Regions from separate parts of the Ovis aries genome. Here region 1 is linked to region 2. Evidence: chromatin contacts called from public Hi-C data. All regions are on one chromosome and are shown on one strand. The core of a region is the stretch at or near the end of the contact, and the rest is flanking DNA. Distances in the headings are between cores, read along the strand shown.

What was found. Hi-C and Micro-C count contacts between places; a contact is called where the count stands out from the background.
Region 1: a Hi-C map of liver shows a contact between it and region 2, with 4 times the contacts expected there. The contact joins the promoter of SNX18 here to the enhancer-like site in region 2. A contact is called at or near these places in 3 of 16 Hi-C or Micro-C datasets (hypothalamus, liver and skin fibroblasts).

Annotation. Positions count from the first base shown.
Region 1 is chr16:24,776,579-24,781,723 of ARS-UI_Ramb_v3.0, forward strand. It overlaps SNX18 (sorting nexin 18), which reads right to left and starts at 1,699. Exons shown (of 2, transcript XM_004023198.5): 1 at 1-1,699. The coding sequence starts at 1,517.
Region 2 is chr16:24,535,004-24,540,683 of ARS-UI_Ramb_v3.0, forward strand. No RefSeq gene overlaps it. Among named protein-coding and RNA genes, the nearest start is that of ESM1, 230 kb to the left of the region's middle. Within about 2 kb of position 1,503, at least 20 of the 54 cell types and tissues checked have an H3K27ac peak or open chromatin away from gene starts, as enhancers often do. A contact at or near this core is called in hypothalamus and liver, where this site is marked.

The sequences.
Region 1 (5,145 bases), core at 449-2,948, 240 kb after region 2:
CCGATGGCGTCGTAGGCATCTCCGGTGAAGGCGATGGCCTGGTTCAGGCCGGCCGAGAAGGCCTGCTGGTCCAGCTCAAAGGCCTGGCTGAGGCCGCGGAAGGACTGCCCCACCCTCTGGTACTCCTTCTTGAAGCCGGTCACCTGCTTGCGCGCGAACTCGTTGGCTGTGTGGTTGAGCTGCAGCGCGCTGTCGTCCATCTTCTTGGTGAAGCTCTTGAAGCCTTCGATCTTGCTCTCCACCTCCTGCAGGTCGAGGGCGGCGGCGGGGGGCGTGCTCAGGGTCAGGAAGAAGTTGGCGCCCACCATCTCATCCTTCTCGGCCTTTCTCTTGCCCTGCTTCCAGGCCTTCTCGTCGGTGCTGCTGGGGCAGGTCAGGAAGTGCTGGAAGACGTCGCACTGTGCCAGCACCGGGTGGCTGGCCATGTGGTTCATCCACCAGATGAGGCCCTTTCTGCGCTTGGAGATGAAGTCCTCCTCGAAGCGGCCGGTGGCCTGCTTCTCGGGCAGGTGGGGCACCGAGATGACGGGGAACTTCTCAGCCAGACGCGCGTACAGCCAGTCGAAGTGCTTGTAGCGCCGGTGCACCGGTACCTGCGTGTGCGTAGGCACCAGCTTGTACGAGATGTAGCTCTTCATGCCCTTGAACTTGGTCTGCTTGGTGGGGTCGTCGATGGTGCACTGGAAGGGATAGGGGTTCTCCTGCCACTCGGGGCCATAGGGGCCCAGCACCACGCACAGCTTGTCCCCATCCTTCACGAAGCCCGACGCCTCACCCAGCACGAAGGCCTCCCCGCCCGACTTGACGAAGGTGGAGAAGCGGTTGAGGTTACGGCTCACGGTGGCCGAGCTCTTGGCCCCCGACGGGTGGTGCTGCGGGGGCGCAGAGCCGCCGCGGGAGCCCAGCGACAAGTCGGAGCGCGTGGACAGGCGGTAGCGGCCAGCAGCGCCGACGCCCCCAGACGACGAGCCGTCGAGGTCTGGGTAAGCGCCGCTCCCCAGCGCGCCCGGCTCGTCAGCCACGGTGGAGCTGTCGTCCCACTCATCGTCCCAGTCATCGTCGCTACCCTGGCTGGCCTGGTAGCCGCCGCCGCCGTAGAGCTGCTGCGGCGACGGCTGCAGGGCGCTCCCGCCGTACGAGAAGCCCGCGCCCGGCGGCTGGAAGGTGCTCGCCGGCGGCGCCTGTTGCGGTTGCAGCAGCGGCTGGAAGGCGTCGGGTGGCGGCTTGAAGGAGGTGGGCGGCGCGGCAGGCAGGGGCTCGAAGCCGCCGGGTGGCACGTTGGCGTAGCGGGCCGGGGCGCCCGGGCCGCCGTCGCCAGCCGGGCTGGGCTCGGGGGCGCGGATCACCTGCACGTAAGAGGCCGGGAAGAGGCCGCGGTCTCCGCGGCTGTTGATCCCCTCGAGCCAGCCTTCGATGTCCTGTTCGCTGCACAGGCTCAGCACCTCGTGCTCCCGCAGCGAGATCTCGCCCGGGTTCTCCGACCTGAAGTCGTAGAGCGCCCGGGCGCGCAGCGCCATGGTCCCGGCACCCCGGCGGGCTGCCCCCTGACCCCCGGCGCCCTGAGCCTGGCGCCCGCCCGAGGGGCCTGCGGTGGTGCCCGCGCCGTGGCGCGCGGAAAGGAGCCCCGAAGGCAGTACACGCTCCTGAGCCCCCACCCGCCGGTCGCGCCCTCCGCGCCGCTCCGCTAGCAGCGCAGACTGCCGCGCTGGGCCGCCGCCGCCGGTCGGGGGCGGGGCCCGGGGCCTCCCACGTCCCCAGCTGCGCTAATCCACGGCCGAGAGCCGCGCTCCAGGCGAGAGCAAGCGATGGCCGAGCCGCCGCGCACGACCCCAGGTTCGACTCCGTGGCCGCCACTGCCCCCTTGTGGCCAGTGCCGTTCAGTGAGGCCCAGGGGTGAGAGCTTGAGGGTGAAGGTTTCTATTCAGAAGTGAACTGAGATTTTTCTTTTTTAGGCTTTTAAGTTGAAAAAAAAAAAAGTATCCTAGAAAGTAAGTTAATATTTTCATTGCTGATTAACGTTCCCGCTCTGAGTGCTCAGTGAATACTCGTACAATGACATAAACCCACGCGTCTGTTGAAGGGTTTTCAGTGAAGGTTAGCTATTGCGCTAAGAAAGACGGAATGCCGGGAGGGGCGCTGTAAACTGACGGAGGAGCTCCCTAACATCTACCCACTGTAGGTTTTTGGTCAAAAAAGAGAGGAGCGTGACAAGAGCAAAGTAAGGAAGGCGTTGCGTTTCACCAATTAAGAGGCTAAAGGTGGTGTGGCGGAGGGAGGCATTGGAGAGTTTACACTAAAATGAATGTGCTGAGAAAGCTTGCATTTTGTCTGTGTCCCTTCCCTAAAACGCTTGAATGAAAGTTTACGCTTCCGCCCCAGGCTACTGGGGTCGATCTGTCTTCTGATAATCCCTGCCTGTATGACCTTGAGCAAGTCACTTTTTGCACTCCGGGATTTGTGGGGATTTGATAATCGTGCAGACAGAGGAGGAAAATGAAACAGAGAGTTAGCATTATAGGTGGGAAGCACAGTTTAAGTGTTTGCTGCCGCTGTTGCTGCTGCCGTTGTTATTTTGAAAAGCAAAAACCTTGTCCTCCTTCATAAGAAAGAAAGAAAAGAAAGAAGAAAGTGAAGTCACTCAGTTCTGTCCGACTCTTTGTGACCCCATGGACTGTAGCCCACCAGGCTCCTCCATCCATGGAATTTTCTAGGCAAGAATACTGGAGTGGGTGGCCATTTCCTTCTCCAGAGGATCTTCCTGACCCAGGGATTGAACTCAGGTCTCCCTCACTGCAGGCAGACACTTTAGCACCTGAGCCACCAGGATGCTAAACTGCTTCAGTCGTGTCCGACTCTTAGCGACCCCATGGACTGTAGCCCACCAGCCTCCTCTGTCGATGGGATTCTCCAGGCAAGAATACTGGAGTGGGTTGCCATTTCCTTCTCCATTATAAAGAGAATAGGGGTCCTAAAATTACAGTCTCCGGATATGTGCTGGAGGAAGGGTACCAGTGTTCAGACCCCTGCTCCTAGTCTGGACTCAGTGACCACCCCTCTCCATTCGTCTCACTATGTTTATATTATTTTTAAGATAAGTAGATAAAATCACTTCCTGAAGTTTAAATCAATGCCAATCTCCTAGAGTTGCCTTATTTCACATTTTCTTTTCTTTCAGAGTATAATTTGCCTAAAGCTTTTTCTTCTCAGAATCTCCTCTTATTAAGTCTAGCCTAATTATTCCTTTGAAGACACCTCTAATTGGGTGTTAGCATTCATATGTCATTAATTTCATCCTGTCTTCTGACCCTTTTCAAGCAAATCTGGGAAACAAGCCAGAAGAGTATACAATCATTATAAGAGCTGTGGAATTCTAAGCTTCCTGCACAAAACCACCAACCCAGTATACCAGAGTTACTCCCACAGTATTTATCCCTAATACAAACCCTTAATTCAGTTCAGTAAGCAACTTCTGAATTACACCACTTGTAGCTGAAAATTCTGGGTTAGGACAGTTCTCACAGCAAGTAACAGAGGTCACTCAATTTTGATGTCAGCAATTGATGTGGTCAGAATCATGACATCAACATCTATGAAACATCAAGATTACAATTTATTTTGCTTATTAGCTCCTGAGAAGCTAATCTGAAATATTTAAGATAAATCTATTCTGTTTCACCTTTACTATTCATCTGGTAGTTAACCTTAAAGAGTTATTTAAGTAGCATGAAACTTGTGATGCTTTGGGATTTCAAATAGGGAGGGAGACTGAAAATCTGTTTCAGGTGTGAATGTTGCTGAAATTTGAGGGGATTTATAGATAGGTTGGACTTCTCTGTAGAGTCATGGCTGGGGAACTGCTGGATTCCAGAGGTTGTTTGCAGAACCAGTGCAGGAGCAAATGTTTAGCGGTCATGAACGACAGGGACATGGTTCCTAGCCCCATGGCACCCTAATAGCAGGAAAGACCCCACCCCTTAAAGGCCGTGGATAGCTAGAAAATATACTCAAGTATTAAATCTTATAAATGTTCACTCAAGGAAGTAGATATAGTAGTACATTGTAAAGAGATTTCTCTAGAAAATGAAGCATATTACTTCAATTTACAGAACTTCAATTAACTCAATTTACAGAATCATCATTATAACCATCAACTATTTCCATCTCATTATGCTTTTCTAAAAACAAGTCACTAGGGAATACTAAATGGCTCCAAACATTTTCACACTTCTTTCCTTGGCCTCAGAGGTAGGAGGCCTCACCCTTAGGTGGCTGGGCTCCTGCCCCTCTTTCTATCCCTCTCTTCCACTGGAGAGAAACCGCAGTGGTTTCTCTGCTATTTCTGGAACAAGACAAGCATGCCTTGCTTTTTTTTTTTTTTCCAGTAGACTTTGGTTTTTTAGAGCAGTAGTAGGTTCATAGCAAAACTGAGCAGAAAGTAAAGAGATATTTCCGTATACAGCCTGCCCCTCTACTACCACCCCCATACACAGCCTCCCCATGGACACATCCATCACCCAAACTCCAGAGCTTGTGTTAGGATTCACTCAGTGTTGTACATTCTGTGGGTTTGGACAAATGTATAATGACATGTATTCACCATTACATTATCATACAGAATACTTTCACTGCCCCAAGACGACTCTTGTTCTGCCTGCTAATCCCTTCCCTCCTCCCTCCTCAGTTCAGTTCAGTTCAGTCGCTCAGGCTCAGTCGTGTCCGACTCTTTGCGACCCCATGAATCGCAGCACGCCAGGCCTCTCTGTCCATCACCAACTCCCGGAGTTCACTCACACTCACGTCCATCGAGTCGGTGATGCCATCCAGCCATCTCATCCTCGGTTGTCCCCTTCTCCTCCTGCCCTTAATCCCTCCCAGCATCAGAGTCTTTTCCAACGAGTCAACTCTTCGCATGAGGTTATTGAAGTCAGTGAAGTTGCTCAGTCGTGTCCGACTCTTTGCAATCCCATGGACTATAGCCTACCAGGCTCCTCCACCCACGGAATTTTCCAGGCAAGAGTACTGGAGTGGGTTGCCATTTCCTTCTCCAGCATGAGGTTATTAGAAGGGCTAAAATCCAGAACACTGATAACACCAAATGATAGTGAGGATTTGCAGTAAACAGGGACTCTCATTCTTTGCTGGTGG
Region 2 (5,680 bases), core at 253-2,752:
GGACATGACATGCTGGATATTTATCAATTCATTCAGTCATTCATTCAACAAACCACTGGCAGAGAGTATCAGATTGCATCCTTGGAACAATAGTAACAACAGTCTTTCACTACCATGTGCTAGGCTCTGTTCTGAACACTGTACACATATAACATTAAATCTTCACAACAATCCTGTGAAGTGGATGTTGTCATGAACCCATCTTACTGATGAAGACTTAGGTACAGAGTGATTTAGCAAAGTCCCACACCGAGTAAGTGATGAAGCTGGGATTCAAACCCCGCTAAGAACAGGGTCCTGGCAGGAGGCATCAAAGGACAAGCAGTACCCACTCATTTGCTCAGCAAGCATTTATGAAGCACCTGCTGCTGCTAAGTTCTGGGGGGATAAGGGTGAACTGAAGCCAGTCCCTGCCTTCCTGAGGCTTACAGAATGGTGGGGGAAACTGATGCTGAAACAGGCACTAAAATAGAGTGTGATAAGTTGTGGGGGTTCCAAACCCAGCTCTTGGAGACCAGGCAAGGCTTTTCCAGGGAAGAGGGGAGGAATAAATGGAACTCTGAAGGAGGCATGCAGCTGGCTTACCAGGTGGGGTAAAGGGAGGGGAAGAAAAGCCACATCCACAGACTGAGAGAGCAGCAAGCCATGGCTGGAGAGGGAAGCGAGGTGAGGAAAGCCCAGAACCCAGATGCTCTTTAAGGCGATTAGACACGTGACGTTCTAACCCCACTGGAAGGCCACTGAGGGGGACAGGAGGCCTGGCTTTAGGTAGGGAAATGGTGTTGCACTAACCACAGACCTTGGTGGGCTTCACAGAGACAAAGATTCTCTCCTTGACTGACTCGAGGCGGACCCCTCTGATCCCTCTTCTCAGCTGGGCCTCAGCCTTGGCCTAAAACACCTGAACAGGCACGAACATGCCGGGTGAAGGGATAGTTAGGAAGTTTGGGATCGACATGCATACTCGGCTATATTTAAAATGGTGCACATCTACATGCAGACCCACTGTAGAGCACAGCGAGCTCTGCCCGATGTTTTGTGGCTGCCTGGATGGGAGGGCAGTATGGGGGAGAATGGATACATGTGTATATATGGCTGAGTCCTTGAAACTATCACAGCATTGTTAATCAGCTAAACTTCCATCTAAAATGAACAGTTTGAAAAAAAATTTCCAACAGCTCAAGGCCACGCTCCAAGGGTGACTCTCACTGCCCTTAAAGTGCTTGCCTGAGGAAACTCAGGAATTTACTGTCTGTTCCAGCAACGAGCACCTGAGACTGTCCCCTGACCACCCTTTCTTAGAGCATTTACTGGAAAGGGATTGCCGTTGTGAGCCTTTCCCCTGCCCCTTTGAGACTCACACGAGTGTCTTTCTCAAGGACCTGGAAGCCATTCCTCACAATGTGATCATCAGGAAGAACAGGGCCTCTGTCCCCCAGTCTTTGTGGGAGGACAGAATTCTAACTCTGATATGACTGTCAGCTAACGCTGGTCTAATGGCATATACAGCAACCACGCATCTGTGATCTTTCACTTCCCTGATTCTACTGAACACCACCCCTCCTTCCCACCCAGTCATTCTGCCGTTAAAACATCCAGTCACCTCTGTACAAACTGAAGTTAAGTTCAGTTAACTCTGGATTCTTCTCCCTATTTTGACAGTGTATTACTGATTAAAATCTGCCCTTTCCACTTTAACTAGAATCCGGCTTTGGTTAGCTTTAACGATAGTTCAGCTCCAAACCATACGCAAAACCAACAAACTCACTGGGCAGAATTATTTCAGCTTGTGTCCGGCCACATACAGTGTAAGTATCTGTTTGCACAATCCCCAAGGCCTGATGCACAGAGGCTCGTGCACACTGGGCCATTCACAAAGCTCGCCTTCTGGGCCTGACGTGGTCAGTTATACCTCCATGCAGAACAAGAAACCGCTGACTCACAGAAAACAGAGCACATTTATAAACAGGAAGCTGAGTGTGTGACCACAGACATTCAGCATCTGATAGCAATTGCTGGATGTGGCAAAAAAAAAAAAAAAAAAAAAATTCAATTAAAAAAAAAATCTGTGCCACTAAATTAGAATTCTCTGGTTCATGGAAATACAATCCTACTATTGATCATTTATTCAAGACTTAAATATGGCAAGTTCTTATTTGGTCAGCCCGAGCTGCTGAGTCAGGCAGCCTGCAAATATTGATTGAATCCCTTGGAGCATGTGGTTTTCCCATTTTTCATTCTCCTCCCTTCCCAAGCAGAGCAAAAAGGCTCCTTGATGAAGTTCTCATGGTCCATACAGAAGGGATTTGTTTTCCCTTTGACTCTGAAGCCTGCACTGCAGGCTGTCTCCATCAGGGGGTGCCCAGAAAGGATGCACAAATACTGGCACTTAAACCCTGCTGTGCAGTGACACCCACAAAGCATTGAGTGGCTGGTGCTGAAGTGCAGACGTGCTGGGAGCCACCAGAGCAGAGTATGTCAGAGGACTAGTTCTTTCTCTATTTCAGCAGCAGAGGAGCTGCTCATTTTCCCTCTCATTCACGGTGGGACTGGTTTCGAGCAAACTGACCCAAGAAGGCTGAATTCAGTGGCCAAGGAAAGAGCTAGATGATGATCCCACAAAGTTTTCCAGGAATGGGCACCATTGCCATGTTTGTCCTCAGGGCAAAGGTACCTGAGTGATATTTGGAATCTCTGCACTTCCTGTCTGGAATATCATGCTCTGTGTAATAATAGACCAGTACCCGCTACATGTGAAGTTATAGGGAGTAGCTAAGGGCTTTATGTGCACAGTGTGGTTTAATCTGCACAATAGCCTTAGGAGAGAAGTATTGACAGCCTGGTTGGGTGAATCAGTAATAACAGCTCTGGGGAACCAGCGAATGGCCAGGAGCTGGGATTCTGGCTCTGGTGTGTCTGGTTTCAGACCATAGCCATTTGTCTAACTTAATGCTAAAGTTTTAGAGCAGGATGTATCCCTTACTTTATACTATAATTAGAACTACTGATCTTCAAGTATTACCTACAAAGAAAACATTTGTTTGGTTTTCAGCTTCCCACAGAGCAGAAAGCACTGCTTCTTTATTATTTACAAAGAAAATGCTCTTAGAATTTGCAAGTAGCAGTGATGTGTCCTGGTGACTTTGTGGTAAAGAATTCGCCTACAGGAGATGCGGGTTCTATTCCTGGGTCAGGAAATCCCCTGCAGAAGGAAATGGCACCCACTCCAGTATTCTTGCTGAGAATTCCCATGGACAGAGGGGCCTGGAGGGCGACAGTCCCTGGAGTCACAAAGAGTTAGACATGACTTAGCGACTGAGCATGCAAAAAAAAAAAAGAAAAGAAAAGACAAGCTCATCCAAGTACCTTGGACAACCTGTAAATATTGATATTTATAATAACTAACGTTTATGGACAGGGAGGCCTGACGTGCTGCAATTCATGGGGTCACAGAGTCGGACACGACTGAGCAACTGAACTGAACCGAACATTTATGGAGTATTTTTTTTACAGCATTAATTTCCATTTTTATTTCATGAAATTGGAACAAGAACTTAAAAGACACTTGTGAAATAATCTGAGTACAGATTTTTTCTGGAGTCTTCCAATTTTTTTCCAAATCTTTTACTATTATTTTTCCCAGGTTTAATTTAATTATTTTTATTTTATTTTAATTTTAATTGGAGGCTAATTACTTTACAATATTTTAGTGTTTTTTGTGATACATTGACATGAATCAGCCATGGGTGTATATGCGTTCCCCATCCTGAACCCCCCTCCCACCTCCCTCCCCATCCCATCCCTCAGGGTCATCCCAGTGCACCAGCCCTGAGCACCCTGTCTCATGCATCAAACCTGGACGGGTGCTCTGTTTCGCATATGATAATATACATGTTTCAATGCTATTCTCTCAAATCATCCCACCCTTGCCTTCTCCCACAGAGTCTAAAAGACTGTTCTATGCATCTGTGTCTCTTTTGTTATCTTGCATATAGGGTCATCATTACCATCTTTCTAAATTCCATATATATGTGTTAGTATACTATATTGGTGTTTTTCTTTCTGATTACTTCACTCTGTATAACAGGCTCCAGTTTCATCCACCTCATTAGAATTGATTCAAATGTATTTTTTTAATGGCTGAGTAATACTCCATTGTGTATATGTACCACAGCTTTCTTATCCATTCGTCTGCCAATGGACATCTAGGTTGCTTCCGTGTCCTGGCGGTTATTATGAAGTATTTATTCTGTGCTGAATAGTACACTTTTTTGTTAGCTCCATTTTAAAGATGAGGAGTCTTGAGGCTTAGAAAGGCTAGGCAGGATTTTAATGCAAGCATGCTGACTCCAGAGCCCCTGCTCTCAGTCATTTGCTATACTGCGAAAGAACTATGTCTGGACCTGGGGTTATATTTATATAAGGAGCAAGCTACTACTTCCTCATTTCATTAAAGCCTGAAGAAAGGGTTCCTTGAGCAATGACAATGACTACAGACTTAGACTGGGGTTTCCAGAAGCAGATACTGAGCCATGTCCTTCTACAAGTGTCCATAAGGAAGTGCTCCCATAATGAGTCCAGTAAAAAGTAGAGGAAATAGCAGAGAAAGGAAGAGTGAAAAAGCTGGCTTTAAATTCAACATTCTAAAAACGAAGATCATGGCATCTGGTCCCATCACTTCATGGCAAATAGATGGGGAAATAATGGAAACAGTGAAAGACTTTATTTTCTTGGGCTCCAGAATGCCTGCAGATGGTGAGTGAAGGCATGAAATTAAAAGACGCTTGCTCCTTGGAAAGAAAGTTATGACCAATCTAGATAACATATTAAAAAGCAGAGACATTACTTTGCCAACAAAGTTCTGTCTAGACAAAGCTATGGCTTTTCCATGTATGGATGTGAGAGTTGGACCATAAAGAAAGCTGAGCACTGGAGAATTGATGCTTTTAAACTGTGGTGTTGGAAAAAACTCTTGAGAGTTCCTTGGACTGCAAGGAGATCCAACCAGTTAATCCTAAAGGAAATCAACCTTGATTATTCATTAGAAAGACTGATGCTGAAGCTGAAACTCCAATAATTTGGCCACCTGATGTGAAGAACTGACTCATTGGAAAAGACCCTGATGCTGGAAAAGATAGAAGGCAGGAGGAGAAGGGGACAACAGAGGATGAGATGGTTGGATGGTATCACCAACTCAATGGACATGAGTTTGCGCAAGCTCCAGGAGTTGGTGATGGACAGGGAAGCCTGATGTGCTGCAGTCCATGGGGTCTCAAAGAGTTGGACACGGCTGAGTAACTGAACTGAACTGAACCTATAGCAAGTCCAGTAAAAAGTAGAGGAAACAGGAGAAAAAGGAAGAGCAAGCCTAGCAAAGGTGCGCTCTCAGGCGATATTAGTCCTGAAGAGGGGAGCCTCTTCGGAACTGGAGCAGGATGCTATGGGATGTGTGCAGATGGAGCTCCCTGGGGGCTGTGCCAACTACTTATTATCAGTCTAGCGCTGCTGAGTCACAGCAAACTCCATCTCCCAGAAACAGTACAAAAGTCTCTCTCCTATAAACAAAGCCTAAAGATGAGCAATCTGGGACTGTGGTGGGCTATAGCAGTTGGCAAACCCCACCCCCATCAATGCAGGCCCACTGCCTACTTTCAAGAATTGATTTTATATTTCTAAATAG